Linked DNA regions of Mus musculus: all the other regions are linked to region 1. Evidence: chromatin contacts called from public ChIA-PET, HiChIP or PLAC-seq and promoter capture Hi-C data. All regions are on one chromosome and are shown on one strand. The core of a region is the stretch at or near the end of the contact, and the rest is flanking DNA. Distances in the headings are between cores, read along the strand shown.

Evidence for each region. ChIA-PET counts read pairs in DNA pulled down with a chosen protein or histone mark. HiChIP or PLAC-seq counts read pairs in DNA pulled down with a chosen protein or histone mark. Capture Hi-C pulls out chosen DNA fragments and counts their contacts.
Region 2: a contact with region 1 is called in an H3K27ac HiChIP or PLAC-seq map of microglia, with 4 times the contacts expected there. The contact joins the enhancer-like site here to the promoter of Rnf38 in region 1. A contact is called at or near these places in 3 of 39 promoter capture datasets (embryonic stem cells, pre-B cells and stem cell-derived epiblast-like cells), 7 of 484 Hi-C or Micro-C datasets (CD4 T cells, cardiomyocytes, embryonic stem cells and 2 more), 5 of 115 datasets of contacts at active chromatin or transcription factors (effector CD8 T cells, embryonic stem cells, extraembryonic endoderm stem cells and 2 more) and 3 of 9 other capture datasets (adipose tissue, liver and pancreatic islet).
Region 3: a contact with region 1 is called in a promoter capture Hi-C map of pancreatic islet. The contact joins the promoter of Clta here to the promoter of Rnf38 in region 1. A contact is called at or near these places in 1 of 39 promoter capture datasets (embryonic stem cells), 5 of 484 Hi-C or Micro-C datasets (CD4 T cells, embryonic stem cells and erythroblasts), 6 of 115 datasets of contacts at active chromatin or transcription factors (effector CD8 T cells, embryonic stem cells, extraembryonic endoderm stem cells and 1 more) and 3 of 9 other capture datasets (adipose tissue, liver and pancreatic islet).
Region 4: an RNA polymerase II ChIA-PET map of memory CD8 T cells shows a contact between it and region 1, with 34 read pairs. The contact joins the promoter of Ccin here to the promoter of Rnf38 in region 1. A contact is called at or near these places in 1 of 39 promoter capture datasets (pre-B cells), 2 of 484 Hi-C or Micro-C datasets (CD4 T cells and embryonic stem cells) and 2 of 115 datasets of contacts at active chromatin or transcription factors (embryonic stem cells and memory CD8 T cells).

The regions. Positions count from the first base shown.
Region 1 is chr4:44,228,652-44,236,018 of GRCm38.p6, forward strand. Rnf38 (ring finger protein 38) reads right to left here and starts at 5,254. Exons shown (of 12, transcript NM_001379580.1): 1 at 4,892-5,254. The coding sequence starts at 5,156.
Region 2 is chr4:44,026,521-44,034,109 of GRCm38.p6, forward strand. It overlaps Clta (clathrin, light polypeptide (Lca)), which reads left to right. Exons shown (of 6, transcript NM_001080384.3): 6 at 5,881-6,326. The coding sequence ends at 6,052. Gne (glucosamine (UDP-N-acetyl)-2-epimerase/N-acetylmannosamine kinase) reads right to left here. Exons shown (of 12, transcript NM_001190414.2): 12 at 7,555-7,589. Among named protein-coding and RNA genes, the nearest start is that of Clta, 26 kb to the left of the region's middle. Within about 2 kb of position 2,136, at least 85 of the 459 cell types and tissues checked have an H3K27ac peak or open chromatin away from gene starts, as enhancers often do. A contact at or near this core is called in adipose tissue, cardiomyocytes and microglia, where this site is marked.
Region 3 is chr4:44,001,476-44,008,481 of GRCm38.p6, forward strand. Clta (clathrin, light polypeptide (Lca)) reads left to right here and starts at 2,968. Exons shown (of 6, transcript NM_001080384.3): 1 at 2,968-3,225.
Region 4 is chr4:43,978,604-43,986,129 of GRCm38.p6, forward strand. It overlaps Ccin (calicin), which reads left to right and starts at 4,901. Exons shown (of 1, transcript NM_001002787.2): 1 at 4,901-6,930. The coding sequence starts at 4,992. The coding sequence ends at 6,758. It overlaps Glipr2 (GLI pathogenesis-related 2), which reads left to right. Exons shown (of 5, transcript NM_027450.3): 5 at 1-515.

The sequences.
Region 1 (7,367 bases), core at 4,004-6,503:
TTATAGGCAGCTGCCTGTCATTTACCTGGTGCAAAGGATCTGAACTGTGGTCTCCAGGCTTGCTCGGCAAGCACTTTACCCATAAGCCATTTCCCAAGCAGCTCCTATGTCATTCCTTTATGCTCCACAAAGGAAGGAAGTATTTTGATGGCCTATGCCTGTACTCAGAAGCTGGCGGCATGGACATGGAGAAGAAGGCTGGCCTGAACTGAAAGGACCCGGTCTCAAAGTGATAAATATCACATGGTTCAAATCATACCCAGTCATGGAGCAGGAACAAAGCACAGCCTGGGGAAGGGCCTAGAGGCTGGGCTCTGGCAAATCTGAAACAGGGCCTCAAACTCTAGCAAGTGAGCCCGTGACTCGGGTGGCTGGGCCTATTGTCTACCTGGTAAGTCAGAACGTGCCGGAGCAGTGTCATCTTTGACAAAGCTCCAACTGCTGATCTAGGTCCTCTAGAAAATTTAGAGAATCCTCTATGTTCTCCAGAATAAAATAAATTCCAAAATAGAAATTACCCATGGCTAGAAAAAAGGTTCAGCAGTTGAGAACTTATCCATGCTTTCCAGAACTCACGTAGCTCCTTACAATGAAACTACAGTTCCAGGGGATGCAATGCCCTCTTCTAGCCCTAGACACCAGATATGCTATGCTATACAGTCATTCATGCAGACAAAACACCCATACTTATATTTTTTTAATTAAAAATAATAACAAACTTTTTTCTCTTTACTCACAGCAAAACTAGGTTACAGGTCAGAAAAAGTAAAAAAAGAAGCCCGGGGCCTGGAGGCCAGGGCCCGGGGCCTAACAGACTACGCTGGAGTAGATGCTGTAGTTACAGATCCAGCACTATAGGACAAAACTTTATGTTCTATAAACAAGAAAATGAGAGACATCTGAGAAATATTTCAGACATCTGAGAAATATTTCAGACATCTGAAAAATATTTAGAATAATATATGAATAATATATTTAATCTCTATAACTCACATCCAACACTAACAAATCTTAATTTGCAATTTCCTGATCTGAATTTAAGTAATATTAAGTACAATCAGAGCCCTTTGCATACCAGTCTTATCCCATGCTCCACCTTCTCTACCCAGAGATAAGTACTACTTGTGAATTTTTGCAGTCCCGACACATGTGTTTACATTACTATGTATGTATATAACCACAAATAGTTTTGAGTTTTCAAAATACACAAGTGGAAAATTTCTGTAAAAATTCTTCTGGGAGTTGCTCCCCCAAAACATATCAGGTTTTTAATATACATCCATTTGTGATACATTAGCTATAATTTACTGAGGTGGCAGGTTGAGATAAGTTTTTTAGTTGCCCATGCTGGCCTTGAACTTGTTCCACCTCCAAACTATTAGAATTACAGGTATGTGACACCATTGATGCTTTTATTTATGTCCTCGAAGAGCTGTAATATTCAGCTGTGTGGGGGCCCTGGGCGTGTGCGTTCACTGTTCAATGATTGCAGTGTTCACAGGTACTCCTGCACACACCTGCTCATGTGGATGCGAGAGGCAGTTTAGGCATCTTTCTCTACCGCTATTCACCTTATTTTCTTGAGGCTGAGTCTCTCACTGACTGTAGCTATTAAATCTACAGGGTGCAGCTGCCTCCACACTACCTCGCAAGACGAGGGTTGAAGGCAAACACTGCCACAGCTGGCTTTGGGTCTTCATGCTTTCATAGAAAGCACTTCACCTAGTAAGATATCTCTTCAGACTGTGCAAGGGTCTTTCTAAAAGTTTATATGGCCCTACTGGTGCCATATATGAGCTGGAATTATATATATATATATATATATATATATTTTATTTTATATGCATTGATGTTTTGTCTGTATATATGTCTGTGTGAGGGTGTCAGATCCTGAAGTTACACACAGTTGTGAGCTGCCATGTGGGTGCTGGGATTTGAACCCAGGGCCTCTGGAAGAACAGTGTTCTTACTCACTGACCCTTTTCTCCAGCCCCTGGAATAAGATTCTTGTACTTCTCTTGTATTTATTATTGTCTTTACCCATTTTAGATAGATAGGTACGTCAACCAGCTTTTAACTAGCTATTTGTTACACTACTACTACTCTCCAAGGTGGTTGCACACAGTTCCGTTCCCATTAACAGTATATAAAAGTACAGTTTATTAATCCTAGCAGTCAAGTCAGGAATTAGGGAAGGTGCATCTCTGTGAGTTCAAGGCCAACTTGGTCTACATAGCAAGTTCCAGGACAGCCAAGACTACACAGTGGGGCCCTGTTTTTAAAAGTATTTCCCATCTCCCACAGGGCTAGAGCTATAGTTCTGTGACAGAGGACTTGCTTAGCATATAGGAGGCTGGGTCCTACCCTTAGCACAACAACAAAGCAACAGAAGTTTATTATTTCTCTACAATCTTACTAATGCTCACCAGAACATTTAAGTTCTGCCTGGCTGACAGGAATGAAATAGCATATATTGCTGTTCAATTTACATTTGTCTGATTACAAGTCTTTGACAAATAAATGTTCATACACACACACACACACACACACACACATATACATATAGGTGGAAATACATGCTAAATGTGTTTCTTATAGTCACAGTTTGTTTGTACTATTAGGAATAAAACCCAGGGCCTGAAAGGTACTAGACAAGCACTCTCCCTTCTATTACATTTCAAAACAGGATTTTGAGGCTCAGCAGTTATGATCACTGGCTACACTTGAAAAGGGCCGAGGCTCAGACCCTAGCACCCAAATGAAGGCTCACAACAGCCTGTAACTGGACTTCCAGAGTTTCTGACACTCTAATCTGGCCTTCATGTGATGCACATACATAAACACCTGCAGACAAAACGCTCACACATGCAAAATAAACCTATTAACCAGGTGTGGCAGCACAAGTCTTTTTAGTCCTTCCACTCAGGAGGCAGAGGTAGGTGGATCTGTGAGTTCGATGCCAGCCTAGTCTACAATGCAAGTCCAGGACAGCTAGGGAAGGCTTAGAAAAACCCTATCTTGAAAACACACAAATAAGTAGATAAATAGATAAATAAATAAATCTTTAAACACATACATACATACATACATACACACACACACACACACACACACACACATACACACATGCAAATCTGTAACAAAATCCTAGGATTTTTCCTAAATTGACCAGGCTTCCCACTTGCTGCGGTGACCAGCTGGCCTGAAACTCTTAATCCCTCAGTCTTCCTAGTGCTGGGACCACAACCCCAAAGCAGCCTTCCAACAGCACCCAAGACAGAAAGCTCAGGTACAGTGCAGGACAGTAAAGAAACAGCTGACTTTAAGGAATCAATCTGGAGAAAAGGCCTTAATTAATTCACTTGCTAATTAGTCTTTCTCTTCCTTCTTTTGTCAAGCCTTACTTTCAAGACAATACCTTAGGCACTCTAGGGTCTGTATCCTTAGGGATGAGAATGAAGAAAGTAGGTGAAGTTAAGGGCAGCATGAGTCTATAACATATTACAACTGTCCTTACCAAAACAAAACCAAAAAAAAAAAAAAAAAAAAAAACCACACACAAAATTATGTCAGACCCATAGGAAAACTCTATATTGTAGACAGCGCTCAGCTTGAAGAGGCTCACTTCAAACTTACCCTATTTGCTTTGCTTGCCTTTTGGAAGCATCCCAGTCTTTTTCTCTAAGCTATCTGCTCTCCTCCCTCCCCTTCAGCAATCCCTTTATCTCCCTTCCCCCACAATAACTACATACCCTCTCTTTTTCCCCATTCCACAGCTTCTACTGATCTTTCCTCATTGCCTGCTATCCTTCCATTGCTTTCTCCTCTGGAAATAATTATTATCCCCTCGCCTTTTCTAAGATGCACGCAGAGTAAAAGCAACTCGCCTAATCACCCCAAGTAAGAATGGATTCCTCCTGAATTGTAAAGCAGGCAGGAGGGTGAGTTGTCCTAACCCTCCCAACTTCCTTCCCCCTTCTAGGACAGCTGCTCTTCCTCAGAGAATTCTCCAAGTGTGTTAAGTCCAGACCATCTAGAAAAGGCTCGGATGGCCTTCTGTCGCATGCATGCTTTTACCAGGACCAGTTATGTATTTCTGTTCCGGGCATAAACAAAACTCGGGCAATTTCCTGGAAAAAGACACTGTATAAACAGGCCTCCTTCCCTTTCATTCCCGCTGGGCTGGCTTAGCCTATGCAGTAGTGAGAAGGCTGACCTGGAGAGGGCCAAACGGTCCCCGAGTCAAGTTTCCAAAGCTCTACTCCACTACCTCAATAAAACCCTCTCGGAGCACATCCCCCTCCCCGCCCCCGGCAGGAGTCCTGCTCGCTCCAGCTCCCAAAATCGGCTCCCCAGGGCACTAAGCTCCCGAGGCAGCTCCTGTTTCTCCTTCCTACCTGTCCTGGTCAGCTTAGCATAGGTTAGCTACCCTGGTGGGTGTGCCAGGGCGCAGGCCCCAACCCCCTTCTTCCTACCACTCCAGACTCAGGGGCTGGGGACTCTGCCTCCTCCTCCCAGCCCCCTCGGCTGACGGCCCGCGCCAGCTCCAGGGTGGCCCTGGTTCTCAGCCAAGACACGACTCTAGCTGGCTTTGTGACCTTGGGCAAGTCACTTCCCCCGGTAAGCCTCAGTTTCCTCCCCGGCAGAGCCGATTCCTCACGAGGTCCTGCCCTGCCCACCCCGCAGGAAGGGGCTGCCCAGCGGGTGCGAAAACGCTTTGTGAGGCGCTCTGCCCGGCGGAGGAGCAGGGCTCCCGGGGTCTCCCGGGCTGGACAAAGCTGTGGCGGGCAAGGCTCCTCCCTCTCCGCGGGACCCCTTGCCCCGGACTGACCCTCACCCCTCCCCGCACAGCCCGCCCCGCCCCGCCCCGCCTCGCCGGCAGACCCCGTACCTGCTCCGGGCGCTCTGCCGCAGGCACCGACACCCTGCGCCCCGCTCCGAAGAGGCCCGTGGCCCGGAGGGCTAAGGCGGCCGGCGGTGATGGGCTCGGGCCGGGGCGGCGGCGGGGGCGGCGGGGGGCGCGGGCGGCGGGGGGGCCCGAGCTCGGCGGGCCCCGGCCTGGGAGACGACGACCGAGGCTGGAAGTGCGCGGCGGCGGCGGCTGAGGCGGCGGCGGCGGCGGCGACCGCGACCGCGGCGGCGGCGCTTCCGCTCATGGCGGGGCCGCGGGCAGCGGCTCGGACTGCGACTCGACTCCGGCGCGGCGGGCGCTGGCTGGGCCCGGACCGGCGGCGAAGGAGGCTGTGGCGGCGACGGAGGCGGCTCCCGGCGGGCCAGGAGGCGGAGCCGAGCCGCGGCGGCGGCGGCGGCGGAGGGGGCGGGGACGCCGGGGGGCGGGGAGACCGCGCCGCGCCGCCAATGAGCGCTGGGCTCCGGGCCGTGGCTCCCGGGCGGCGTCTAGGGGGATCCTCAGCAGCCGCGGCCCGCCCAAGCGGGGAGGCCCGGGCCAAAGCTCTCGGCATCTGCGCCCCAGCCCGGTGCTGCCCCGCCCCCGGCCCGCCTCCGGGGCGCGGCCGCGGGCCTCGGAGGCCAGGCCGACCGCTGCGCAGGCCCTGCCGCTCTGCTGCCTCGGGCGGTGTCTGCGCTGGGGAGTGTACCCCGGTCCGCCCCGGTTAGCCTCAGCCTGCCGGGCGTTCCTCTGCCTTCCCTGCGCCTGCCTGCCTGCTTGCTTCCTGCCTCTGCCCCCTGCACGTCGGTCCTCCCTCCCGGTTGTCTCCTCAAAGTTTGTGCTTTTGAGACACTTAGGAAAGAAACTCTCTCTTCGCTTCTGAGGCTGATTGGTGATAGATCAGTCTCCGCGGAGCCCTAGAGAACCGCAGAGGCGGAGACGCAAGAGTTGGAGATGAACGAGCGCCCTTCCCTGAGTCCTGGAGACCCATCTTGAATTCCCAGCAGAAGCCAGTCCGACTCAGCGGTGGTCCTCGCCCCTGTCTCCGACTTTCTCTTCCTCTTTCTCACTTTAAATACCCTTGTCGGGAAAGCCCTGACAGGAAGCCGTCCAGGCAACTGGGCCTAATCTCAGAAGAGGAAGAGGCTTCGAAGTGAGGAAACATTCGGAGCTGTACTGAAGGCTTTCCTATTATTTGGGGAAGATTTCTGAGGATTCAAAACACCATCATTCCCCCTCCCCCCGGTCTGCCCTCTTTTCTCAAATGCGATGTTGGCGGCTGAACCGATTATCTTCCCATCATTCTCTGGCTCTCGGCGTTATCCATGGAAGAGCAAAATAAACCCAACCATGTGCTGAGTAGAGTCTCTAAGTACAGGCATGTGGGTAAGGGTGCAGCTAAGCTGCTGGCTAGATTGTTTTAATAAAAATTAGCCTCAGCTTTTTCCCTGCACCATGCAAAGAAAGACTGGGAGGGCAAAGCAGACGATCTTTGGCAACAGACATTTCCAAGTCCGCAGTTGACACTAGATGATGCATTGTCTTTCATCTATCCGGTCATTAGCGGTGCTCAGAAATGAAGCTACGACGATAATAACGATATTGTCCAGGCCTTCAGAGAGCTTGCAATCTCCTTGGAGGTCAGAGAGTCTTAGAAGTTATGGATGATAATTGCATCAGAGAAGATCATTCTTGGTCACTTGAGATATTTGTAGTCAAATTTCTGAGCTACACAGAACCTATCTCAAAAAACAAAAACAAAACAAAACAAAAAAAAACCACACACACACACACACAACAACAACAAACCTTTTAAAGATCTTAAGAGCCGGACGTGGTGGCACACGCCTTTAATCCCAGCACTCAGGAGGCAGAGGCAGGCGGATTTCTGAGTTCGAGGCCAGCCTGGTCTACAAAATGAGCTCCAGGACAGCCAGGGCTATACAGAGAAACCCTGTCTCGAAAAACCAAAATAAAATAAAATAAAATAAAAAAGATCTTAAGGATGAGTAGTTCACCAAGAAGGACAGCTCGGGGAAGCTGTACTGAAACACAGTGAGATTATCTTTGACCAAAGGACCTAAATTTTCCTGCATTTCATCCCTGAGTTTCTTGTCACAGGAGAGTCAGATAATGTATTTTCAGGCCAGGGCCTCCATCCTAATAAGGCCACTGAAGAACATCTGTAAACTACTGTCCAGAGGCATCGTCCCTTTCATGAATCGCAGCCATCTTGAGCATTGTTTACCCTGTTTTTGTTGTTATTGTTGTTTTGTTTGTTTTTCAAAACAGGGTTTCCTCTGTGTAGCCCTGGCTGACCTGGAACTCAGGCTGTAGACCAGGCTGGCCTTGAACTCATCTGTCTGCCTCTGTATCCTGAGTGCTGTGACTTAAAGGCGTGAGCCACCACCACCCAGCCAGGTTAGTCTCTTTTTATCCCCACAGTCAACACCCCAGAGTCATCTCTTACAGCTCCAAG
Region 2 (7,589 bases), core at 886-3,385, 210 kb before region 1:
CGCTGTGGGCTGGGTCTGGCATTTCGGGGGCAGCTCTTAGAAGGAAATCTTTCAGAAAATATAGCCAGCTGATGCCATTGTGAAGCAACTATGACAGAATAAGTGGGCTCTTATTAAGACAGTCCTTTAAAACTCCCCGTGTTTCTTGATCATCTTTGACATTGTCCTTTGATGCCAAGCCTAGGCCTCTCAACCTGGACATGTCTCTGAGGGGTGTACTCTAAGACAGTGCCTTTCAGGTTCCATTTGAGTAAGGTGGGAAGGACTTTGGTCAGGGTCAGTTGCCATCCGGCCGCCCAGAGCCTCTGTGCTGATGTGAAGTGTGAAATGTCAGGCTCCTCTGCTCTTGCCACCTCAAGACGATTCCCCTCCAGGATCAGGTGTGGCTCTGCAGTAAAGAACGATGTTGCAGTGGGGAGTACACCCCAGCAAAAGTGCCTCAGCACCGCTCCACTCTGGAGGCCCTGGGGCAAGTCCACTAACATCGAGTCCCATGGCTTCAGCAACTTGACAAATAGACCTTCAAGCTTAATAATGAAGACATTGGGAACAGGCTTTCTATTGCACAAGTTTGTGCTTATTCCCTTTATTTAAAGGAATACCCCACGTCTATTAGAGGAACTTAACCTTAGAGGGTGAGGTTCTGAGCATGTAGTCAGATTGCAGTACTTTAGTTTACTCGGAATTGTAGAATGTTGAGTTGCCTGATCCTCCCTAGTTTCTGATTTTTTTTGGGGGGGGGGTTGAGACAGGGTTACTCTGTATAGTCCTGGAACTCACTCTGTAGACCAGGCTGGCCTGCCTCTGCCTCCCAGGTGCTGGGGTTAAAGGTGTGCGCCACAACTGCCCGACCTCCCTAGTTTCACAGAGAAGAGATTTCTTATGGAGTGTTAACACGTCGATGTCGGAAACCAGCTGAGTCTGCCTTATAAAAGCTGCTCACAGCTCAGGTCTGAGTGCATAAGGTTAGGGTATGCTAACCACCATCCCCACATCCTAGGACAGAAGATACGTTTTCTACTCTTTAATCCTGTAGATTTTGTTTTTTGTTTTTGTTGTTTTATTTTGATACAGTCTTTTCTGTGTAATCCTGGTGGCTGGCATCAAACTCAGAGAGATCCTCCTGCCTCTGCCTCCCAAGTGCTGGAATTAAAGGCCTGTACTACCACTGCCTGTCTTCGAGTGATTTCTTTAGAGGATGGTGGTTAGGAGAATTTATAAATCATTTGAGGTGCTAGGAATGAAGTTCTGTGATGCAGGACTTTGTGTTAAATCCTCAAAATGACATAGGGAAGGAGGGGTATCAGCCAAGCCATTGGTGGTACCACACTACTATAATTGGATACTCTGAAGGCTGAGACAGAAAGGAGGCTAACCTGGAACATAGAGACCTATTCTGAAATAAAACAAAACCCTTCACCACTTGGGAGCACATCCAGGCCAGGTCTTCCTGAGTGAGGTGAGGAGGAGTCAGCAGAAGGGTGGGGGCAACGCGGTGGTGGTGTTTGGTTCCTATGTAGCCGGTACTGTGTTGTCTATGCCAAACCTTATCTTTTACCCCAAGTTAGGGCCTACCTGTTGTTGCACCAGAGAGTGAATCATTCAGTTGTGGCCTATGAGAAAGAATTCCCTTTTCAGAGACTCAGAACAGTGGAAGTCTCCTGCAGTTCATGCTTGGGGGACAACTCTGCAGCATCTCCCTTCCCAAGCAAGAAGAGAAACATTCCCCTTGTTAGAGGTCTCTTGTGTTAGGACTTTCAGCTCTAACCAAAACCACTTGAGGAATTAAATCCACTATTCTTAGCAGTGGTAGACTTCTTTTTCCATGCCCACTGTAGAGCTATTTATAGAATGGAGTTCTGAATTGTTATTTTAGGCCTTTGGTCAGGCATTCCTCTCCCCGTTTCAGGCTTCCCTAAGCCCTGACAGGTGCTGATTCCAGGTCGGCCTTACCCTGGGAGGAGAGCAGACAGGTGGGGCGCCTGTGCGCTAGTGTCTCTAATTTTGTCTGTCAGAGGCCCTGCTTGTCTTAGAGACAAGCTCTTTATTCTTGGGGCTAGTAGTGAAGAGGCAGGGCCTCACCAAGGCCTTTGTTGTGAGTGATGCCCTGAGGGGAGGCTGCAGACCTTTCTTCTCCCCCAGTGAGAGCAAAGCAGCATAAATGGATTAGGCTAAGCCTTCTGTAAACTAAAGGGATTAGGGTGTAGAGCTGCCTGCCCTTCTGTGCCTCCCACTCGCCTGACTGACTCACCCGCAGCTTGTTTCCCTGAGTTACAACCAGGCTGCTCCTTTTGCTTTCTTTCCGTTTCCACAGATATCCTCTGTGTAGAGAATTAGGAAAGAATGAAGGGTATGTGTGTATTTTAAAAGTAAACTAAAACCGCCGGAGGTCTAGGTCAGTTAGTCGTGATTGCATGGCCTGTGTGAGGCCCTGGGCTTGGTCCGCAGCACTGCCTGAAGGGGATCCTCGCCATCCCCGCATTCCTAAGATTGGGAACGAGAGTAGGAGACCTAGAACATCAAGGGCATCCTCGGTTACCTGTCAAGTTTAAGGCTAGCCTGGGCTACATGAGGCCCCGTATCAAAATGAAATAAATAGAAACTGGAATATATGTTACTAGAATTTGCTTTCAGATAAATGTGTGTGTAAACTGATGAGTGACCTGATTGTCCTTTAAATGGCCTTCCAGCCAATGTCTGCCGCCTCAATTTTGGGAGGCCAGGACTACAAAGTGAGATCCTATCTCACAAAACAAAATTTTCCTGTTTGTTTGTTTGTTTGTTTAAATCCTAAAACAATATAGCAAAGAACAAGCTGAGGTTTGGCAGGGTCATTCCCAGTGTGCCTGTGCCCTGGTTAGTTGGGTCCTGCACATTCCCACCCCACCTGCCTCCCGCCCTCGAGTATATAAGGACTTGGTGAGGTCAGGATTTTAAGCTACACTTTGTCAAAAGCCCAGACTGGCATGTGTTTAGAAACTGCCCTGGCTTCCTGAGCAGACACGGAACCCTGGGGCCCAAACTAGCTTCCATTTCCCCAGAGCACTTACCCCAGCCTCTTCTACGTCTAAGGCGCACTGTGCAACAGCCACAGGTTTTTTGTTCCACCAAGCAAGTGTGGGAAAGCAATGGTTGGGTCCAAGATTTGGGATTAAATCTTTGGGGCTGTGCCCATCTGTTGGCTGGCAGTGGTCATACCCAGTGATAATTCCTGAGGCTGACAGAAAGTCAGCATGGCACCCTGAGCTGGCAAACGTTAGTGTGTAGTGAGGAAAACACGTGCACTGCGATCCACACTGCCACCGGCTGACCAAGTCTTCATCGCTGAGCCTCAGTCACCTTGCCTGGGAGGAAGGCGAGGACACCGTCAGCAACGGTGCTGACTAACGGTTGCCGTGTGTGGAATGGCATGTAGCCCATAACAGAGTGCTTACTAAAGGCTGTCGCCGGTGAAGCCCAAAGCTGACGCTGCAGTGCTCTCCTGTGGCGGGCACCAGGAAGGCCAGTTTCCAAGATGCCCCTCTCTGTGCACTGGAGTGCCCACCGCTGGAAGGCCCTGGGTCAGACGGAGCCCGGGGAGCAGTTCCCTGGGGACTGTCAGGTGCAATACTGTGGGGTTTAGATGTTTTCTGCTTCTCAATGTTCTCTCTTTTTTCCTGCCTGCTTGCCTGCCTTTGGACTTCTTGCTGTCTAGGGTGGCAGACGAAGCTTTCTACAAACAACCCTTCGCTGACCTGATTGGTTATGTGTATGTTGCAAAACTAATTCCTTTTCTTGTTTTGATTCTTTCTGTTTAGAGTTAATGCTCCTTTTTGTCACAAGTTGCTTTGCTTTTTAAATCTTTCACATTGGCTCTGTGGGGCTGCTTGAGAGTTGATAAGCTAGATATGACTGTTGCTAATCTTGCACAACTGTCACTCCCTGCTCTCCCTGTGGCCATTTGCATACTGGAGGTCCTGGAGGGAAGCAAGCTTCAATGGTCTCTCTGGGAAGGGTTTTTTTGGGCTTAGTTGGGTCTGACCACTTGCTGGTGCTGCCAGCTTCCAGGCCCTGCTGCCTGCCTGTCTGCCCCTGCGGAGCCTGCGGTGACCTAAGATGTTGGGGCCATGGTCTGCAGCACAATATTACCAGAGTCAGAGCCGGGGAGCAGGAGGTGGAGGCTCTGCCTTGCCAATTCCTGATCCTTAAAGAACATGAAGTGTCATTCAGTCAGGCAGTGTGGGTATCTGACACTGTTTCCCTGGTCTTAGATAGCAGAAATTGCTATTTTAGTGGCTAGCTTCTGGTGCCCTGCCCTCTTCCCCAGCACAGAGCCTCCCTAGTTGTGAAGTCAAGATACTCAAAACTGTCCAGTAAACTGCCGCAGTTTTCTCCCCCAGAAAACTACCTTTTCTAGCAAAGCTTTTTTGTTTTTAATAAAGATCCTTGTTAGTGACCTTAGTATTGCTGAGGACTTGGAAATAGTCCTGCTTCCTTTTTATGACAGAACTAGGAAGGAAAAAGAACAACTACTTGGGGAAGGTGGTAGACAGAGTCTCTTGGGGCCCATGACCCTGGGATGGCCACCTCATTAGACGGCAGAACTGGGTTTCCTGGGCCCCGGGTGAGTTTGCAGTGAAACTTGTGAAATGCTGGACTTACAGGTGGTGTTGGCTTTGACTTTTACACATTCTCTGGAGTAGAGAAATGGAGACTGGAAAAGTTGAGTCTGGGTTTGCTGGACAGCAGGGTGGCCCGCCAAAGGCAGCTGCACGCTCCCAGGCCAAGAAAGACCGGCAAGGGCATGTCTAGCTTACTGACCATCTGCATTGAGCCATTCTCATTTTCTATATCTGACCTAAAGTTTCTCCTTGTTTCTTTTCTTCTCTTCACCTTTAAGCACAAACATAAACCATCCTTGCTACAGCCTAGAACAGTTAAGTAAACCTTTCTCACTGCCCCTAACTGTGTGTGCCATGAAGTCGCAGTGTTGTAGTGGCTCTGGGCTTCAGCAGTGTTTGCCACGGCCATCCCTGTGATAGTGCCACCCTCTGTCCCCACAGACCGGTCATCTCCATTGCTTTTGCTTTGCCCGTGATGCTTGTTGGAGTAGCTGAAGTCCATCGTGTCTTTCCCACTTCTCCCACGTGCCTTTGGGCTGTTGCTCCAGCCAGTTAGTTCCCACAGGGCAGGCTGATCCCCATGTGAAAGAGTGTTGGAGTGGCATCCTGCCAAAAAGCAGCTCACATTAGCTCTCCTGCCAGGATCTTCCCTGAGTGGCACCAGATACCTGACTGGAGAGAAAATGGCAGACTGTTGGCTGAGCTGGTGAATGTCCTAACAACCCCTTCCAGAATGGCTTCAGTGTGGTGCCTGCTAGCATGGGTGCTTGGTCTTGAATACCTTCTGCTCTGCCCTGTTTCTCTCCAGCCTTAGGAGTGAGTTTGAGGCTATGATGCAGTGACCCGAGGGCTTTTTAGAAGTCTTAATTCCCTTGAACCTCAGTATGGCCCAGCACAAGCTACTCTGCAAGCCCTTGATCAGCCTGCTGCTTAGTTCTTGTTCAGAAAAGCAGTTTGTAGTTGGCCAAGGAGTTGATTTTTCATGCTCTGATGAGCAAAGCCAGCCATAGAGACAGACCAAGCCCTGAACCAAACCTGTACTCCGCCATTTCACAGAGCAGCCTGGGTACCTGTATCTAGGAGAGCTGGGCACATCTGCCCTTGCTTGTGGCCTGAGCTAGGGGCCAATACTCTCTGGAAAACCAGAATGCCACTAAGTCAAAAGTCACTTACTTTGTAGCAAGTTATAGCAAGACAGCCACCAGATTGCTCAAAGGGTTTTTTTGTTTGTTTTTTTTTTTTTTTACATTAAACCAACATATTGTGTTATTGCTTCCAGGGCAGCAGAAGAAGCCTTTGTAAACGACATTGACGAGTCATCCCCAGGCACTGAGTGGGAGCGGGTGGCCCGCCTGTGTGACTTTAACCCCAAGTCCAGCAAACAGGCCAAAGATGTCTCTCGCATGCGCTCAGTCCTCATCTCCCTGAAGCAGGCCCCCCTGGTGCACTGAAGAGCCACCCTGTGGAAACACTACGTCTACAATATCTTAATCCTACTCAGTGAAGCTGTTCACGTAATTGGATTAATTATGTTGAGTTCTTTTGGACCAAACCTTTTGTCTTTAGAGTTGATCATTGTTTGTGATTGCATGTTTCCTTCAACTGTGTTCTCCCTGGCATTCAGAGACGAGAGAGGAAGAGGAAGGGAGAGGAGCTCCCGACAGTAGCCTCAACCTGTGCTTTTGTGCATTATTCTGAGAATAAATTTCTGTTTCAAACAATGTATACATGAAGCATCTTTAATTGATCTGAAAATGGTCTTGCAGCTTGGGGGACAGGTTTAAAGGGGTGAGTGATTCTCATTGATTTCTGGGGCTGAGAAGACACAGCCACTGAGTGTCCACCGTTCTAAACTATAGTAACTCCATATGTCTGGTGTTTGGGGGTTGAGATACTAGAGAGTGAGTCTAGGGTCTTGGGTGCCATGCATGGAACCTGCTATTAGCCTATCAGCCACTCTCTTTACCTTCTGAAATAGGGGTCAAATTTAAGAACCAGGTTAAAGGCCTCTCCATAAGGCCTTACTCCTCCCCACGAACCTCCGTGGCCCCAGAACATGGCCCTTGGTTTTGGTACTGGCTACATGCCGTTTCTGGGGTTTGCTTGGATATGTGACAGTTTTAAATTTTGATATTATCCAGATGAAATAAACTAGAGGACAAAGTGATGGCTGTGAGTTCCAAGGCTAGATCATAAAGGGCAGCACAGCTGGCATGTTACATCACTACCTGTAACCCCGCTGGCGTGTTTCAGCTCTGCCTGTAACCCCGCTGGCGTGTTACATCTCTGCCTGTAACCCCGAGCCACTTTTCAAGAAGCTCTTCTGCTCTGAAGCCACCGTGTATCAAGGAAACGCAAGCTCGCCCAGAGACCGCCTGAGAGACCTTCGTGTCAGCTCTAGGAAGTGCGCAATGCTAGGAGTAAAGGCTCTCCCACTTGTGACTCAGACGTCATGGATAGGGTTGCTGATGTTTAGAATCCTTCGTGTCTTTTGTTGTGCAGCATTGACAATTCTTGCTTAGCCACATGTAGCTTCATGAGGTGACAGAATGAGGGAAGAGGGTGGCCACGATGGCGCACACCTTTCATCCCAGGACTGGTGAAGCAGAGGCAAGTGGATCTCTTGAGTTTGAAGCCAGCCTGGTCTACAGAGTGAGTTTCAAGACCACCAAGGCTGCACAGTGAGACCCTGCCTTTAAAAAAGAGGAAGTAGTCATTGGCTTAGTGGGTGTTCAACATTTAGTTTTGAGCTTCCTTCTTGGGCCTACCTTTTCTCTGTGTCAAATACTAAATGCTAGCCTGGCAGTGGAGGCACACGCCTGTAATCCTAGCACTTGGGAGGCAGAGGCAGGTGGACTTTCAAGTTCGAGGCCAGCCTGGTTTACAGAGTGAGTTCCAGGACAGCCAGGGCTATACAGAGAAACCCTGTCTCAAAAAAACAAAACAAAAATACTAGTTTAATAATGGTCCTTTATAATAGCTCCTTTT
Region 3 (7,006 bases), core at 1,718-4,217, 230 kb before region 1:
TACTTACATGTAATAAATAAATCTTTAAAAAAAAAAAGTTAAGTCCAGATCAGATAAGCAATCTAAACAGACACACAATCCCAGGAAAATAGAAGCAGTAACTAAAAGTCTCCCAAAGAACAGCAACAAAAAATAAAACAAAATAAAAAATTCAGGGCCAGATGGACTCAGTGCAAAATTCTACCAGCACCTCAAGAAATGATTAATGTCAATACTTCCCAAAGTATGTCGCAAAAGAAAGACAGAAGAAACACTACCTAATTTTTTAATGAGGCATAATTACCCTGATACCTAAACCACACAAAGACCCAACCAAAAAAAAAAAATACAAACCAATTTCCCTAAAACACATAAAGAACCAACCACAAAGAAAATTACAAACTAATTTCCCTGATGAACATACAGGCAAAGTTCTCAATAGAATACTTGCAAACAAAATTCAAGAACACATCAAAAATTTCATCCACCATGATCAAGTAGGCTTCATGCAAGAGGTGAAGGGATTATTCAACATTTGTACAAAATAAATAAAACCCACCATATAAACAGACTAAAGAAAAAAACCTCATTGCAGGGAAGGCCTATGACAAAATCCAATATCTTTCCACGATAAAAGTTCTCGAGATTAGGGATCAAAGAGACATACCTTAACATAATAGAGGTGATTTACAGCAAGCCTGTAGCCAGCATTAACTTAAGTTGAAATAGACTCAAAGCATTTCTCCTAAAATTAGGAACAAGACAAGGTCATCTGTTCTCGCCATACCTATTTAATATAGTACTTGAAGTATTTACAGCTAAAACAATAAGACAACTGAAAGAGATCAGGGGATACAATTAGGAAAGGAAGAAGCCAAAGTATCTTTGAATTGTACCTAAAAATTCTACTACGAAATGTCTACAGCTGAAGAACACTTTCAGCAAAGTAGCAGAATACAAAATTTACATGCAAAACCCAATATCTTTCCTATATACAAAAGTCAAATGGACTGAGAAAGAGACCAGGGAAACAGAATCTTTCTCAATAATTAAAAAATATATATATTTTAGGGCAACTCTAACCAAGCAAATGAAAGACTTGTGTAACAAAAACTTTAAGACATTGAAAAAAGGAATTGAAAAGGATATCAGAAGATAGAAAGATGTCCCATGTCATGGATTGGTAGGATTAATATAGTGAAAATGGTCATCCTATCAAAAGCAACCTACAGATTTAATGCAATTCTCACCAATAGTCCAACACAATTCTTCACAGACAACTTTTCACAGGATGATTTTCAGCTTCATATGGGAACACAAAAATACACAGGATGGTTAATATAATCTTGGATGATGGAAGAACTGCTGGAGGCCGCAGCATCCTCAGTCTCACGTTGGACTACAGCACTATGGTAGTACAAACAAAGCGGTGTGGGCACAAAACCAAGCATGATGAACAGTGGAATCAAACTAAAGACCCAGACCCAAAGGTACAGACCCATTGAACACCTGATTTTTAACAGACCCAGAAATACTCACTGGAAAAAAGACAGCATCTTCAACAAAAGGTGCTGGTTAAACTGGATGTCTGCATGTAGAAGAATGCAAAGTGATTTGTGTCATGTCTATCATCAAGGATCTCAACACAAGGCCAGATACCCTGAACTTGATAGAAGACAAAATGGGAAACTCTATTGAACTCACTGGCACAGGAAAAGACTTCCTGAGCAGGAACACCATTAACACAGGCGTTGAGATCAACAATTGATGAATGGAACCTTATGAAACGGAAAGCTTCTGTAAGGCAGAGGACACTGTCATTTGGACAAAGAATTAGGCACAGAATGAAAAAAGATCTTTACCAGTTACGCATCTGACAGAGGGCTAAAACCAAAATATGTAAAGAATTAAACCAATTTCTACCCCCAAACACAACAACCTCTTCCTGAAAATCAAGACAACAAATAACCCAATTAAAAACGGGGCACAGAATAAATACAGTCTCCAAAAGATGAAACATAAATAGCATCTTTAATTTCTTTAGAATTAAATATTCAACATTCTTAGTCATCTGGGAAATGCAAATCAAAACTACTTTGAGATTTCATCTCACACCAGTAAGAATAGCCAAGATCAATAAAGCAAATGACAGCTCACAGCGGTGAGGATATTGGGTAAGGGAAACTCTCACCTACTGATGGTGAGCGTTGGAATTTTTTTGTATACTGTGTGAAGGTGTGTTTCTGTCCTCTTTCACTTGCCTAAAGCAGTCTCTGATTGGCTTTAATAAAGATCTGAGAGCCAATAGCTGGGCAGGAAGTAGAAGGCAGGACTTCCTGGTAGAGAGAAAGGGACTGTGGGAAGACTCATGTGCGGGAGGATCTGTGTGTTGCAGAGTTGGAAGGATTACGTGCTGGGTCCGAGTGAGAGGTAATGGCCACGTGACAGATGTAGATAGAATAAACAGGCTAATTTAAGTTAGACAAGGTAGTTGGGAGGCACCCAACTATAATGCCTGTGGGTCGCAACCCTCTTGAGGTTGTTGAATGACCCTTTTACAGGAGTTGCCTAAGATCATCAGAAAATGCAAATATTTATATTACAATTCATAACAGGATCAAAATTACATCTACGAAGTGGCAATGAAAAGAACTTTACGGTTGGGTGTACCACAGCGTGAGGAACTGTATTAAAGAGTCGCAGAATTAGCAAAGTTGAGGACCACTAACCCACAGAGGCACTTGCTCAGCCGTGTTCATTGCTGTCCTACTCATGATAGCCGGTATCACTGGGTAGTTGGTGATTGTACATTGACATCCTGTGTGTTGGCAAAACAGGAAAGCCCACAAAGATACAGTGTCTGTGAGAGGCAGTTGTGTCTGGAAGAGATGCAGTTTGGGTGTGCCTCTACAGGCCTAGATAGATAAGAATGCTAAAGAATTGAAAGTTCCCGCCCATTTCAAGGCACATTGCTTGGAGGAGGTCTGTGGTCTTTGCTCTATGACCTGAAGCAAAGTCAGCTGGATGGCCTTGAGCTGTTCCACTGTACAGGTGAAATGGTTTGGCCCCCACTGACTTGGCTTGGAGTCACCACCACCACCATGTCCGTGACTCTGCTCAGCCTGGCCAGGGTGTAAGGAGGAGCTAGAGACTTCTTTTATAGCAATGGACCTTTGAGAGAGCTCTGCTCACTTGGACTTTTGGGCTCTCTCTCTTTTTGGCTTGGCTTCATAGAAGGAGATCCAGGTAAGGTAGGGATTTGTTCTTTGGGCTAGCAGGAACCTCAGAGAACCAGTGGGCAGGACATAGGAGAAACAGGATTCTAGGAAAGAACTAAGGAGCCCTCTTGGGTTTGGAGGAGCTCAAGAGAAAGGTAGATTAGCTCAGTACAATGACACAGCTAGAAAGATTTCTAAGGAGCTAGCAGTTTATTGTAGAATCAGGCTTGTAAATAGATCTTTTGTAGTTAAGAAAGTAAAGTTACCTTGCTGAGCTAGTGGGGTTTTACCACAGCTCCTGCCTCCAGTGTTTTTATGGGTATAAATATTAAGTAAATTTAAAAAGATAATTATTACAAGCCAGAAATTGGAAACACCCTTGATGCCTGTGTTAGTCGGGCTTTCTATTGCTGTGAAGAGACACCATGGCCAGGGCAATTCTTATTAAAAAAAAAATGTTTAATTGGGGCTGCCTTACAGTTCAGAGGTTTAGTCCATTATCATCATAGTGAGAAGCATGGCGGCACACAGGCAGGCATGGTGCTGGAGAGCTGGCTGAGTGTTCTACATCTGGATGCAAAGGCAGCAGGAAGAGACAATGAGCCACTAAGCCTGGCTTGAGCTTCTGAGACTTCAAAGCCTGCCCCCTCAGTTAATCACTTCCTCTGAAAATGCCACACTTACTCCAACAAGGCGTTACACCTCTTAATAGGCCCAGTCCCTAGGAGCCTATGGGGCCATTTATTTTCTCTTCCTTCCTTCCTTCCTTCCTTTTCTCCCTCCCTCCCTCTCTCTTTCTTTCTCTCTCTTTTTCTTTCTCTCTCTTGAGAGGTTTCCAATCTTTTTGTTTTTGGATTGGATATTTTCTTTATTTACATTTCAAATGTTTCCCCCTTTCCAGGTCTCCCCTTCAGACCTCCCCACCCCCTCTTCCCTGCCTCTATGAAGGTCCTCCGCCCTGGCATTTCCCTACACTTGGACATCGAACACCCTTGGGCCCAAGGGCCTCTCCTCCCACTGATGTCCAACAAGGCCATCTTCTGCCACATAGGTGGCCAGCACCATGGGTTGCTCCATGTGTATTCATTGGTTGGTGGTTCAGTCCCCGGGAGCTCCAGTGGGGTCTGGCCTGTTGACACTGTTGCTCCCTCCATGAGGCTGCAAAACCCCTCAGCTTCTTCAGTCCTTTCTCCAACTCCTCCATCCGGGACCCCGAGCTCAGTCCAATGGTTGGCTTTGAGTTTCTGCCTCTGTCTTTGTCAAGCACTAGCAGAACCTCTCAGGAGACAGCCATATCAGGCTTCCATCCGCAAGCACTTCCCAGCATCCACAATAAAGTCCGGGTTTGGTGGCTGTATATGAGATGGGTCCCCAGGTGGGGCAGTCTCTGGATGCCCTTTCTTTCAGTCTCTGCTCCACACTTTGTCTCCATATTTCCTCCTGTGAGTATTTTGTTCACCCTTCTAAAAAGCACTGAAGCATCCACATTTTGGTCTTCCTTCTTAGGCTTCATGTGGTCTGTGAATTGAATCTTGGATATTCCAAACTTTTGGGCTAATATCCACTTATCAGTGAGTGCATACCGTGTTTGTTCTTTTATGACTGAGTTACCTCACTCAGGATGATATTTTCTAGTTCCATCTATTTGCCTGAGAATTTCATGAAGTCATTTATTCATTTATTTATTTATTTATTTATTTATTTATTAATTATATGTAAGTACACTGTAGCTGTCTTCAGACACTCCAGAAGAGGGAGTCAGATCTCTTTATGGATGGTTTTGAGCCACCATGTGGTTGCTGGGATTTGAACTCAGGACCTTTGGAAGAGCGAGCAGTCAGTGTTCTTACCCGCTGAGCCATCTCACCAGCCCCATGAAGTCATTTTTAATAGCTGAGTAGTATTCCATTGTGTAAATGTAACACATTTTCTGTATCCATTAATCTGTTGAGGGACATCTGAGTTGACTCCGCCTTCTGGCTATTATAAATATGGTGGCAATGAACATAGTGGAGCATGCATCCTTATTACATGTTGGAACATCTTCTGGGTATATGCCCAGGAGTGTTATAGGTGGGTCTTCAGGTAGTACTACGTCTGTGGGGCCATTTTCAAACTACCACGATACCCATCAATACATGAATGGATCAGGAAAATGTGGTATATTTACACAATGGCATATTATTCAGTTGTTGAAATCATGAGATTTTTCAGGTGAATGGATAGAAGTAGAAAAAAATCATCCTGAGTGAGGAAATGGAAAATTCAAAAATCAAATATAGTATTGAGATGCTTTGAGTGAGCAAAACCCCGAGGGCTCCTCTGTTTGTATGTTTAGTTCCCAGCTGATGAATCGTTTGGGAAGGAGTAGGAGGTGTGGCCTCCTTGTAGAAAGTGTGTAACTGGGGATGGACTTTGAGGTTTCAGAAGCGTACACCAGGCCTAGTGCCTCTCTCCTTGTCTGTCTGCTGCCTGTGTGTGGATCAGGACGTGAAGCTCCCAGCTACTGCTCCAGTGCCACGCCAGTCTGCTTCTTGTCTATGGTAAATATGAACTAACCCTCTGAAACTGTAAGCAAGCCTCTAACTAAATGATTCTTTTTGTAAAAGTCACCTTGGTCATGGTGCCTCTTCACAGCAATAGAACAGTAACTAAACAGGTGTGCATTCCTTTATATGTGGATATTACTGCTAAGCCTTTTAATAGGCAGGTTACTATATGAACAACTATGGAGGTTAATATGCAGTGAGGAACTAGAGGGGAGGGAAGTAGTCCCCAAGGAGGGGGAAATAGAATACATAGAGAAAAACGGCGGAGAGGAGGCTGGAACAGAAGGATTAAGTGGAGAGAGGAGGAAGATTGGGTAAGGAAGGAAGTATAGGGAGGGAGAACTAACAGTAGGCCATTTGAATGGGTCATGGAAACCTATTATAGTAGATGCTTCTGAAATAGCGTTCATTGTACTGGAAGGTACTCTATACCCTACCAGAGGAAAGGTAATCACTAACTCAGCTACAAACCCTTTACCTACATTGGTGACTCTCCTGCATGGTACACTGGTACAACAGTGGCATAGATGTTTTTGGAGTAATCAACCACCAGTCAATTGCATCTAAGGCCCACGCCATGAGAAAGAACCCATAGTCTATCATAATCTCTAAAAGTTCAAAGTCTCTTCTGAGATTCATGCAATCTCTTAGCTGTAGTCCCCTATAAAATTAAAATAAAAAAGCAGATCACCCACTTCCAACATTACAGGATATACATTACCATGCCAAAACATCATAATGAGGAAATACTGTACTAAAACAAGACCATCTGAGTAAACCCCAAACTTTGCATCTCCATGTCTGATATCCAACTCCTTTCAGCTTTGTTGACTGCAACACAATTCTTTCTCTTGGGCTCGTTCTACTCCTTCTTAACAACTTTCCTCAGCAGATATCCCATGGCTTTGGCATCTCAAACAACTTGGGGTCTCCAAGGCAACTTCAGTTTCACAGCTTCTCGTTCTAATGTCTGGAATCCACACATGCTCTTCTGGAGCCCTGCAAAGGGCTTGGGTCACTTCTCCAGTTCTGCCCTCTGTAGAAGTCTAGGCTCAGGTTGATCCACTTTACTGCTGCTGCTATTCTTGATAATCATCCCATGGTATTGGGGTCTTCATATATGCTGGGTTCTTCCACTGCAACTAGGCTGCACTTTCACTAATAGCTCCTCATAGGTTCTCTTCATGGTGCTGAAGCCTCTACTTCTTTGCATGACTCCTTCAGTCCTGGGCCTTCAACTGCCACTGAGTCTACATCTTC
Region 4 (7,526 bases), core at 3,651-6,150, 250 kb before region 1:
TCTGTCTGGGCTCTTGGCCAAGGCCTTGGACTATGATGAAGTCAATAGAGCAGAGGTGAGGGTGAGCTTCCCTGGAGGAAGCCCCAAAGCCTCTGTCCTTCCCCAACTCTGCAGGCGGTGACCACCCAGGCCTGTCCCCAGCAGCTGTGGCTACAGCTGCGCCTTGGCTTCCTCCCGGAATGTGTGACAAGCCCAGATGCTCCCGGGAGGAGGCCCAAACAAGGAGATTAGGAACGCTAATTTGATCCTGTGTTTTGCCTCAAACTATACACAGTTTCCTCTGAAAAAACTGATTTAACCACGTCTGCCAGGGAGGGATCAAGCCAGAGGTTCAATTGTGGATCCCTGAAATGGTGGTATCCCCTCCTGCAAGGAGATAAAAGGGTTGTTGGCCTAATGACAGCAAGGCTGGCTGGTCTTTGTTACACTGTGAACAGTCCCACACTGCGCCACTTGGTTCATCCAGGGATAGCAACAAACAAACGAGACAATAAAATCCTTTCCTTTTTGTGTAACTTCTTCCTCTAATGCGATTCGATTCGTTCTTAGTTTATGGCTGAGGTGATTTGGGACTCTGAGCCCATCTTGAGCCACTTCCTCCTCCCCAGTCCCTCCCCTGGGGACCACACTGCCTAAATAGCTACTTTTGGAAGCATGTGACCTAGTAGCTCACAGATGAATAGACTACCTGATCCGAGGGCATACCAGGGACAAGGAATTTGAGCTCAGACACATGGAGAGAATTTACTGGCGGAACTGAAAAACGTACCAATGGTGCGAGTTTAAAATAGAGGCCCAGCAAACCTAAGCTATATGTTCTGTAGTTCAGTTATTAATGGTAAAGGCAGGTGAGCCTAGAATCCTAGCTATTCGCAAGACGATGGGAAGTTCAAGGCCAGCCTGGACAACTTATAGAGAATCTGTCTGAAAGGAAGGTAAGACCGTTGATTGCAAACCTGAGGCTCTAGGGGCAAGTACCATGCTTCATGCTTTGAAGACCAAGAAGCTATCTTGAGCTTCCTGCTTGTAATTCTGTATATCTTTGAAAATGCCCTAATTATCTTTAAGGGTTTGCAATATGATGATGTCAATCTATAAAAATTAAAATATTAGGGTCTCCTTCCCAGGAAAATCCCATAAATGGAAAATGCTGATCAGGGCAGGAGGAAAGTGGGAGACCTGGCAGGAGCCCTTTCCTGGCTGAACCAAGCAAACAGCCATTGAACTTCCTGCCCATCCCTAGGAGTACCAATGTCTGCATAGAACCAGGAGCTGGCATGAAGCCACTCTCGAAGCTGGCGTCTGTTCCACAGTTGGTTGGGACTAAGGAAAAAGCTGCTTTCCAGGACTGGAGAAGAGCCAGCGAGCAACACTGGCTGAGCAGATGGGCACAGGCACACCCACCTTCCCTTGCAAATTCTGACAGTCTCACAGAGTAGCCCTGGCTGTCCCAGCACTTGCTAGGTAGTAGACTAAGCTGACTCCAAATTGGCAATTCTCCTGCCCTGGGCTCATTCCTTTTTTAACTGTAAAGAACATTTTATTGATCAGGCATAGGGGTGCACACCTTTAGTTTCAGCCGAGGCAGAGGCAGACACAGATGGTTCTCCATGAGTTCCAAGCCAGCCTGGGATACCTAACAAGTTCTAGAATAGGCAGGGCTACATAAAGAGACCCCGTGTTGTAGGTGTCTTATTACTGTGGTAAAACACCTTGACCAAAAGCAACTTAGGGAGGAAAGGGCCCTTGCATCTTACACTTCTCGTAGCAGTCCCTCACTGAGGAGGGCAGGGCAGGAATTTAGAGGCAGGAACTCAAACAGTCCACGGAGGAGTGCTGTCTACTGGCTGCCCAAGGATGACACCAGCAGCGGTGAGCTGGGCCCTCCCCCACTGATCCTGAGTCAAGCAACACCTACCTCCCAGACTTGCATACAGGCCAATATGAGGTTATTTTTCTCAGCTAAGGTTCCTTCTTTCCAGATGCATCCATGTCAACCAAAACACCATCTCTAAACAAAACAAAACTGCATATAGAGTGTGCAGGTGAGGGGACAACTTTGTGGGCTCACCGTGTCCGACTACCTTTGTGTGGGTTCCAGGAGTTGAATTTGGGTGGTCAGGCTTGCTGGGCAGGCATTCTGCCTACAGAGCGACCTCAGCAGCAACTGTGCAAACACCTCTTTTTGTTTGTTTGTTTGTTTGTTTGTTTGTTTTTTAATCTCAAGTAGTCCAGGCTGGCCTAGAACTTAAAGACTATATATCTAAAGGGGACCTTGAACTTCCAATCATCCTGCTCCTATCTCTTGAGTGCTTGGATTAGAGGCATGGCTCACTATACCAAGTTGGCATGGTTCTCAGGATCCAACCTACCGCTCTGTGCGTGACAGGCACGCATTCTACCCACTGAGCTTTGTCCCCGGCCCAGTTTAATGAGCTTTTACATTTTTAACTTTGAGACAGTCTACTATGTTGCCCCAGGCTGGCCTAAATTTAGGCCTTCCGAAATCTGAGACACATATGGACTACCGCACCCCCACTATTTGTTTAATTTTAAGGTCTACACATGTGGAGCACCACACCCCAATTTTTGTTTTGTTTTAAGGTCTATGTTGCCCAGGCTGACCTTAAACTTTTGAGCTCAGAGTCCCTCCTGCTTCTGCCTGCCGAGTAATGGGATTCTTTGAGTCTTGAGTTTGTTGAGGATGGGAGCTTTGCAACTAAGACCTAAGACCGGAAACTGTGGCAAATGCTCTCCGGTTGAACAAGCCTCTTCTCTCCAGGCCTTAGTCAGGTCTGTCAGATCCTCCCAGACCTCCATGATCTCCAGCTGGAGGCATACGGTGAGTGAGCTCATTTCTGTCCTGGTGCTCTGGGATCTGATGACCTTCTGCTTCCGGTAAATGTCCCAGGAAGTGGGGTCTGACAGTCAGGATGCCACTGGATTCAGGCATCCTTATCAGACTCACGATGCTTCCTCTGGCCAAGTGGCCCCTGTTTCTCAGGTGATGAGACCTGGAGAAGCGTGCAGAGCTGAAATTCCCTGAGAGAAAGAGAGACAGAGACACACACACAGAGAGAGAGACACACACAGAGAGAGAGACAGAGAGAGACAGAGAGAGAGACTAGGTAGTGGGGAACTGAGCTCAGCCACATAGGGAGTTCTTTGAAGTGGGGCTGGAACCTAAGTACCCCAAGCAGGGGGACAGAAGTTCTAACCCCTTCACAGGCATCACATCCAAAGAGACTATCTGCCCCAGAAGTCAGGTATCAAGATGTGTAACTTCACTATTAAAGTATAATTGTTTAAAAAAAAAAAAAAAACAAAACTTCAATTAATCCTAGCACCTGAGAGGCAGAGACAGGTAGATCTCTTGAGTTCAAGGCCAGCCTAGTTTACATAGAGGTTCCAGGACAGCCAAGGCTACCCAGAGAAACCCTGTAACAAAAACAAACAAGCAAACAAACAAACTTTAAATTACCAAGTTCCTAGATAAGGAAAAGGCTAGGTGTGGGATGGAAAGATGAATGAGAATCCAAGCCAGCAAGAGGGCTGGAGAGTGGTGGGTATGGAGCTGACAGTCACTCTGGGAGGGGCGTTCAGGAGGACCAGAAGGTCTGGAGTGAGGCTTGGAGCCCACAGTGGAGATGGGGTCTGCAGTCAGGTCCTCCTGACCAGTACAAGTGACCATATGGCACGGTTCTTCCTAAGAGGTCCCAGGGTGGCTTTGGTCATACACCATTGCCGGGCTCTGTCCACATCTGTAAAATGAGAACAGGTGTGGGTCTGCCACACTGTGAGCCCCGGGTCCAGACGTATGAGTTTCAGAGTCGCTCCTACACAAAGGAGCCCTAGGCGGGACAAAGCAGGCAGAAAGGGACGCCCCGGGGCGGGTGAGTTTCCTCTCTACGCCATTGGAGAAGCTGAGCACGGAGGCGGCGTGCTTCTGGCCAGGAGGTGACCCTGCAGCGCCACCGTGCGGCCGAAGCAGGCTCCTATAACCCGTCGAGGGCTTCGGGGATGCCCACAGCTGTGGTTATATCAACTAAGAAACAAGAACTGGCATTTATTGGAACGTTTGCTGTAAGCTAAGCGCTGTGCCTGCTGCACTTTGAAGCGAGTATTCTCATCTCACAGAAGAGGAATCTGAGGCCTGAGTGAACTGGTCTAAGAAACTCGGAGTGGAGAGGCCGAATCAGGCATTTCCCCAGCATTTTACTAGATACTTGGAAACCTGGTATGGGAAGTTTCCAAACCTGGTATGGGAGGTTGGAAACCTGGTACTGGCGTTTCCAAGTCCTCCCATCTTCCTAGGGCTGGCTGGCCCCTCCATTTCTGCTCCAGTGAGTGTCACCCACTTCTCCATGAAAACTGTATTCTGACTACAGAGATCAGAAGCCAGAGGGTTTGTCTTCTCAGACGTCCAGGAACCTTGGTAGAAAAAAGGGCCTTCAGGGCCTAAGAATTGAACCATGAAAACTGTCTGGTCCCCACTTCCTGAAGGGGTGAAAGGGTTGTAACGCCCCACACTGTGGGAGTTCCAGGTTTGCTCTGCCTCTAACTGCCTCTGTGACAGGGGGAGTCCTTCCTCAGCAGGACTTCAGCCTTCTGGTTAAAAGGGAGGCTTCTAGATCATGGTAACCTCTCCTCCCACCCTAAATTTTCCCTCTCCACAGCTGCTCTCTGCCCCACCCAAACCAGTTCGAACATTCCCGGCGAAGCCGAGGACTGTGACTTGAAAGGCCCAGGGGGACACCGTGGCCCCATTCCAGAGCTTCCTCTGAAGCTCTGGGGAGAGAAAGGCCTGGGGGCGGGGAGGGGGCTACATTATGATGACCTCATCCATTCTATGACGTCACCCTCTCTCCCACGCCCACTCCTCTCTGGTCAGCTGCTCTGCAAACAACCATCAGTACAAACCCCAAAGGCCTGGAAAAGTCTGCCCTCCGGTACCTGCTACGAATCTTCTGTCTCGGCCAACAAGAAGCACCATGAAACTGGAATTCACAGAGAAAAACTACAACAGCTTTGTGCTGCAAAACCTGAACAAACAGAGGAAGCGTAAAGAGTACTGGGACATGGCCCTGACTGTGGACCATCATGTCTTCTTCGCACATCGCAACGTGCTGGCTGCCGTCTCTCCACTAGTGAAAAGCCTCATCTCCAGCAACGACATGAAGACCACCGATGAACTCTACATCACCATCGACCCCAACTACCTGAGCCCAGCCACGGTGGACCAGCTCCTGGATTACTTCTACAGCGGCAAAGTGGTGATCTCAGAGCAGAACGTGGAGGAGCTGCTCCGGGGCGCACAGTATTTCAATACCCCACGCCTTCGGATTCACTGCAATGACTTCCTTATTAAGTCTATTCGCCGCGTCAACTGCTTGCGCTACCTCTTCTTGGCTGAGCTGTTCGAGCTCAAAGAAGTATCAGACTTGGCCTACTCTGGCATTCGTGACAACTTCCACTTCTGGGCCAGTCCCGAGGGCTCTATGCACTTCATGCGCTGCCCACCCGTCATCTTCGGTCGCCTGCTCCGGGATGAAAACCTCCACGTGCTCAACGAGGACCAGGCGCTCAGCGCACTCATCAGTTGGGTGTACTTCCGGAAGGAGGAGCGGGAAAAATACTTCAAGAAGTTCTTCAATTACATCAATCTCAATGCGGTCTCCAACAAGACGCTGATGTTTGCCAGCAACAAGCTGGTTGGCTTGGAGAACAACTCTGCCCACGCGACCTTGATCGAAAGTGTCCTGATGGACCGCAAGCAGGAGCGCCCGTGCAGCCTGCTGAGCTACCAGCGGAAAGGGGCCCTGCTTGACTCGGTGGTCATCCTGGGTGGCCAGAAGGCCCACGGTAAGTTCAACGATGGGGTGTTTGCCTATATCATCCAGGAGAACCTGTGGCTGAAGCTCTCAGAGATGCCATACCGGGCAGCCGCGCTCAGTGCCACTGCTGCTGGCCGTTACATCTACATATCCGGTGGCACCACTGAGCAGATTTCAGGACTGAAGACAGCGTGGCGGTATGACATGGACGACAACTCCTGGACCAAGCTACCTGACCTGCCCATTGGGCTTGTCTTCCACACCATGGTGACCTGCGGGGGAACAGTTTACTCAGTGGGTGGGAGCATTGCCCCACGCCGGTACGTCTCTAACATTTATCGCTATGATGAACGCAAGGAAGCCTGGTGCTTGGCGGGGAAGATGAGCATCCCTATGGACGGGACAGCAGTCATCACTAAGGGTGACCGGAACCTGTACATTGTCACTGGGCGATGCCTGGTGAAGGGCTACATCTCCCGGGTCGGTGTAGTGGACTGCTTTGACACCTGCACGGGGGAAGTGGTCCAGTGTATCACCTTCCCCATCGAATTCAACCACCGGCCCCTGCTCTCGTTCCATCAGGACAACATCCTTCGTGTACACAGCCACCGGCAGAGCGTGGAAATCAACTTACAGAAGATCAAGGCCAACAAGTCGACAACCTCAGTACCTCTGTTGCCCAACAGTTGTCCCTTGGATGTATCCCATGCTATCTGCTCCATTGGAGACAGCAAGGTATTTGTATGTGGGGGTGTCACCACAGCCAGCGATGTCCAGACCAAGGACTACACCATCAATCCTAATGCTTACTTGCTGGACCAAAAGATAGGTGAATGGCAGACCCTTGCCTGCCCACCTGAGGCACTGGACTGTCCTGCCTGCTGTCTAGCCAAGCTGCCTTGCAAGATTCTTCAAAGAATTTAAACAACTTTTTAAGTGGGAGAATAAGTAAATGCATTATTATTCACAATTTAATGACAGAAAGCAAGGGAGGAATGTGACTTTGGATTCCTTTTAGTGGGGGGTCAATGCTTGGGGCTACACATGTTCCTGATGGATAGGATTCAGGGTTAATATCTCAATGGAGGTAACTAGCAGAGATGGGGTCTCTGGTTGGTGGTCTACAGTGGGTAGATTAATTAATTAACTAGTTAATTAATTTTGTTATTCCAGCTCTGGAGGTCTCTAAACTGAGTCAGGAAAAACAATCCTTGGTGGTTGTGGGATTGAAGTTCCTCCCAGACTCTGGGCTAGGGGATGTTTGAGTGGTGCCCCCCCCCACCCCCAATCCCTGTAGTCACCTCTCAGGGATCTGCTAGCATAGTAATCTCTGCTCAGAGTAGTGATGGCATGGGCTCTTCCAGCATGTGTTTGCTTCAGGTCTTCTTGGGAGACAGGAAAGGACCTCTCCTAAGCCCAGGAGAGTAGCCTTGTAGGCTGGGGAGGAAGGAGGTGTGTGGGCAAGTCCAGGGACAAGCAGGGTCGATGGCCTGTTGTATTTGTGTCACCTAGGGTGGTTTATGTCTCATCTCGGGGGAAGTTGAGGATTACTTACAATGGTCACTGCTTCTAGTTGGAGAGGTTCACGGAGAACGTTCTCAGGAATGTGAGGTTTGAATCAGGGGTGGACAAGCTACAGTAAAGGGAGAAGAAAGAAATCCAGATCAGTAGTGGAGTGAAGCTGTAATGGGG